Regions from separate parts of the Capsicum annuum genome. Here region 2 is linked to region 1. A link is a contact called in public Hi-C data. All regions are on one chromosome and are shown on one strand. Each heading gives the region's core, a stretch centred on a gene start, on an enhancer-like site or on the middle of the called end of the contact. The rest is flanking DNA. Distances are from core to core; before and after follow the strand shown. Region 1 holds the start of LOC107850867 (homeobox-leucine zipper protein ATHB-6). Region 2 has its middle 35 kb from the start of LOC107851369.

Evidence for each region. Hi-C and Micro-C count contacts between places; a contact is called where the count stands out from the background.
Region 2: a contact with region 1 is called in a Hi-C map of pericarp, with 2.5 times the contacts expected there. The contact joins the enhancer-like site here to the promoter of LOC107850867 in region 1. A contact is called at or near these places in 4 of 5 Hi-C or Micro-C datasets (bud, leaf, pericarp and 1 more).

Annotation. Positions count from the first base shown.
Region 1 is chr12:6,358,921-6,361,664 of UCD10Xv1.1, forward strand. LOC107850867 (homeobox-leucine zipper protein ATHB-6) reads left to right here and starts at 1,413. Exons shown (of 3, transcript XM_016695663.2): 1 at 1,413-2,075. The coding sequence starts at 2,012.
Region 2 is chr12:6,401,580-6,404,323 of UCD10Xv1.1, forward strand. No RefSeq gene overlaps it. Among protein-coding and RNA genes, the nearest start is that of LOC107851369, 35 kb to the right of the region's middle. Within about 2 kb of position 1,427, at least 2 of the 5 cell types and tissues checked have an H3K27ac peak or open chromatin away from gene starts, as enhancers often do. A contact at or near this core is called in pericarp, where this site is marked.

The DNA.
Region 1 (2,744 bases), core at 163-2,662:
TTTCCGAAAGCCCCGAAGCAACTCAAAGTAGCAATTTTACCTCAATAAATCATATAATTACAATAAATTTAACTTATTTTAGTATAAATATTTAATTTAGGTAAGTATTTAGTATTTACCATAAGAAATTATTATTTCAATTAATGGGGATAGGCTGACGTGTCAAATTCTTTAGCCAGCTCAGCTCGAGCCGAGCCGTTTCCATTTCCTTCTTCTGCTTATCACCACTATATATATAGCTTATCCTGACATAATATTCACTTTTTATTTTTATATTTTTATCCAACATTTTATTTTAAATGTAAAAATTACATTATCTATTTCAATTATCTAGCACCATTTGAGTTGGCTTATTATTTTTAAAAAGAGAAAAGCTTTTAAAATTTATGGCCTAGAATAATTTTAAGATATTTGTGTGATTTATAAATTATTTTATTAAGAATAATTTTTTAAAAAAATATTTTTAACTATAACAAGATGACATTCTTTTTAGACGAATTAAAATAAATATTTTTTTTTGAATTTTTTCTATTGAGTATATATATAAAAAAATTACTAACCAACAAAGGTTTCTTTGCAATTCAAACTCAAGAAATTTAATTAAGAATAAAGTCGTAGAAGTGGATTTAACTAATTATTTGTGAATGGAATTTAAGTGATTATTACATCAGTATAAAATCAAGAATGAAAGTCAGATTATTGATATTTATGATTTAAAATAAGTTTTAATGTATTTCTGTTGCTAGAAATCATCTCTTTAATGGTAAATTAAAATTTTTAAAATTAAATTATTATTAAAATAGAAATATGTCATGTTCTTTTAGACCGAAGGAATAAGAGTCTGCAAAATTTAAATAAAACAACTAGATTTACTTAATTAGAGCTTAAAACTTAAGATAGCTTTACTTCTTCTTCATTTCATTTTATGTGAAGATATTTTAACGAATAAAATTAACTATAAAAAAATATCATTCTCTTTTAGATTAACTAAGAAGAAAAACGTCATATTAATTAGGATAAAAGGAATATCAGAACATACAACAGCATCAATAACATACTCTGATATGACCCCATAAGTAAAGTTTAAAGCAAAATAAATATACATAAATCTTATTTCTACATTCTATAGATTAGATCGTTCTTGATAAATTCTCAACTAGTAATAACACAATATAATATTTTTATTTTATATAATATAAAGCTAAATCCAAAAGAATATCTCCCTATTACAGGAATAGCCAGTGACCAGTACACCAGAAAGCAATTTGCATTCAGCTTGAATTTGGATTTCATTTCACTTCCCTTCCCCCCCGCCCCCCACCCGCCCCCCAAAATCTTTTGCAAGAGCACCTAACCCCAGTCAGATTTTAACCCTACATCTGACTCAACTTTGGTTTTATTTAAACTCACAGAAAGTGTTACACCAAGGGCCAGCTGGTTTTTTCTCATCTCAATTTTTCTTCATTCTCCTCTCTCAAAAAAAAAAAAAAAAAAAAATCCTTTCTACATTCATTTTCTTCCAAAAAAATTTAGTGGGGTGTTTCAAGATATGATTTTTAAGTTAATGATGTAAAAAATAGGTTAAAAAAAAGTAGTATTTAAAACTTAGCCACTATTTCTGTTTTCAAATTTAATCCTTTTTTTAGTTTCTTGATTTTCTTCTTCTAATTCTTGATGGGTTGTTGTGAGGTGGAAGAAGTATATAAAAAGGAGAAAAATGAAACTTTGGTTACTAGAGAAGAAAAGGGGTTACACAATATCAATAGTTTCACTAAAAACTTTGCCATTTTGGTTGGTTTTAGTAGTGAAAGAAGTTGTTCCCTTCTTGTCTTCTTGTTATAAGTGAAGTGAAGTGAAAAAAAAAATAAAAGAACCAAAAAATACAAAATTAATCTCCTTTTGCAGCTCTGTTTCTCAGTTTCTGTGTAAATAATAAGCTTAAGAAAATCAACAAGTGAACAAATATTGACCTTTGCGTTACACAGTTTGGATCATCATCATACATACAATTATGAAAAGACTTGGTAGTTCTGATTCATTGGGTGCTTTGATGTCCATGTGTCCAAGTACTACAGGTACTTGTTAAATTTTTCTAAGTGAAAATATAGCGTTTTTTTGTTATAGTTGGTTTGCTTACCGTTCCACTACTATCTGTTGTCTTGGTTACTGTCTACTAATGTGTTTCTTATTTTCATTACGTCTTTTTTGGACTGTGTTTGTTGTGAGCCGGGTCTATAGTTACTATCTACTGTCTCTTGTATTTTTATTACGTATTTTCTTAAGAGTGTTTATGTTTTGTTTAGTAAGGTTTGTGTACATTTTACCATCAATAGACCTTACTTAATGGAACTTTACGGGGTATATTGTTGTTGTTTCCTATGTATAGATCAATTTTGAAAGAGAAAAAGAACAACCCCATTTTATGTTTTGTTGTCTTTAAGCTTTTTCTATGCTCCAATCCCTAGTGTTTTAGTTATAAAGAAACTAAATGGAGAATATTGAAAACTGAATTTTTTAATTGAATCTAGAACATGGTGGTCCTTTTCTTGTTTTAGTAAGTTTTCGTGCTTCACCTTTTATACCATTTTTAGCTTTCCTCGAGGCAATTATGTGTTTGACCATAGATTTCAAAGTTAGAAACTAACTTGAAAAAATGAGTCTTTGAAGTAGTGTTTGGACACACATTTTACTCGAAAAAAATAGAAAATTTCGTGAGTGGAAGTCCTAAAAGGTGAAATTTTTTT
Region 2 (2,744 bases), core at 177-2,676, 43 kb after region 1:
CTTCAAATCGTAAAAGTGAAAATACATAAAGTTCTTACTCGAAAAATAACAACAACAATAATATCATAACTAGTGAGAAACTAGCTCAAATTTAGATAAAAGTATACATTTTTTTTTTTTTCATAAAATAGTCAACTTGTATTTAAGTAATTAATTATTATGTAATAAACAAACTATGGCATATGTAAGAGAACAAAGACCGGTAACCAAATTTGGGATTAAGTAGGTGATTAGAAAAATTCCCAAATAGAGGGAAAATGATTATCCAAATTAATTAAATTTGATCCCAAATGATAAGTAGTCATCCTTTTGATTCGATTTGATTTTTTTCGGAAAAGAAATTAAGGCTTTCACTTTCAAACTTTATTGAACTTCTAATTTATCTTGTTTATTTATGATCAAAAGATGGGGACATAACCATCCACATAAGATAAATTTGCCCATTGAAAATAGCATGTTACCAATTATACAATATTTTTATTAAAGAATATAGGTGGATCTATTAGCCTATGGACTAATTACAATTTTCTAGTTCTATGATAAATAAATGTTGCTTAATAGTTTTTTTCATCTATATGAATAAGAAGATTGAGAATAACTCAAGTAGCAAGTCATTACATTGCATAATTACTATTTGAAAGCACGTAATGGCGAATATCATATCACATTTTCTTAGAAAATACTTAACTTTGAATTTTATATCTTCACTTATCATTGGTCTTCATATTATTATCATACGTCTCAACAACAACATATCTAGAGTATTTCCACATAGTGAGGTCTGGGGAGGATAAAATGTACGCAGTTCATACCTGATACCACTACCTCCGAAGAAGTAGAGAGGTTGTTTCCAATCGACCCTCGACTCAAAACCAAAGACTCGTCTCAAAATTATCATATTTTATCATTTGCATATGTCTCAAAAACGTCCCGCCTTTTAAAACACCGATGAGTTCACATAAAAAAATATTGTCGATTGTTCTTTTTTGAGATAATTGATCCCTTTTTTTTTTATTTCTCTTGTAATTTATGAATTTTTTAGACTATGGTCTAAATATCCCTTTTGAATAAATTGAAAATCTTATAAAAAATCGTTAGATTACAATATATAAAAATCTTATAAATGTTATACGATCGTCTAATGTTTGGTTTTCCCGGGGACTATACCCTTAACAACTTTTATAAACCCAGACAAAGGTGGCCTAATAAATCAAAGAACTTTACATAGATCATTTGGAATATTTGCATTGATGGTAGGCCTAAAAAACTATGCAATAACAATTTAAAAGGACCACTCCACTTATATAATTTTCCCAAAAAGGTTCACAATATTCTTGGTGTTTTTATGCTGTCATTTGGCTGTTGATTTGATACTAAAGTAGAATATTTATGTCTCAAAGACTTGGTACACCATGAGTTGGCAAAAGTTTATTGGAAACTCTATAATAAATTTAAGTGGTTAATAGTGACAATTATGCCAAGTATATATAGATCTATATGGCTAAAATGTGGGTAGATTAATATTCTTTTTGACAAATGGTAGAATCCCCACATGTATTGATAGGCTATTATATTAACACATTGTAGCAATATGTGCATTATTTTAGAATATGGTGCTGCAAGATAGGAGACAATTTCAATTTTTCTCCGACATGGCTGCGTATAGTAGATTCTTATAATTTGATTTTTGCGTATAGCGGAGGCTTTAGCTTGAATGCATCAGACTGTTCTTTAGTAAGTGTTTATTCCTTAATTTTACAAGTAACAAATTATCCCATATGGAGTCCGCCCAAAGGAGAAATTCATTCTTCATTTTTTTTTGTGAATCATTTCTTACTAATCAAATTCTCAATTGAAGATTTTGTGGGTGTTGTGAAATTGATGAGATTCATTCGTGCTTAATTAAAGATTTTAAATTAAAGTTATGGGAATGAGAAAAATCACTAGTGTGCATCGCTTTCTCTACGATGAATTCTACGTGCTGCGAATCAAAAAAAATTGGACAAGTTTGTACTATATATCATGACTTCCTAAAGGTGAAAATGCTTTAGGCCTTCAAAAATTTGAGGCCCCAAAATTATGATTAATATTAAACTTTATGATTTTATTTTGCTTGAATAATATAAAATTTAGATTAAAAAGAACTTTACAGAAAACATGTATGCTCTTTACATTAGATAATATTTCAGAATTTTGAAATAACCTACTCACATCTTCATATTAGTAAATAAAATTTCATGCAACATCATCAAATAAATTATATTATAAATAAATGACTAACATCTTATTAACTTAAATTGTTTTTGACCAATATAAGTCTTAGCAACAATATTACTATAGACCACACGTTTGAATCGTCAAAGCAACCACTAATTTTTTGTATTAAAATAGACCGTCTACATTAAAATCTTTAAGGTGCGATTTTTTCCTAAGCTGCGTGGTGCTTTATAAAAGAGGGGAAAGAAAGAATGAGATGTGAAAGAAAAAGAGCTAAAAGCTGACTATTTTGGTTTCATGATTGTTATTTGAAAGGCAATGACACTTCCAGAATTTCATGGGCTAGGCGTACACGAAAACAAAACATTACCGGGTCCTGTGGGCCCGAACCCCGGACAAAAGTGGGCAGTACACAGAAAAAAAAATATTAAGGATTTGTAGATGAGAAAAGGTTTGAATATTAAGGATTTGTAGCTAAGAAAAAAATTTTACTCACTCACATCCCAAAAGCTAGCTCATGCAGAAGA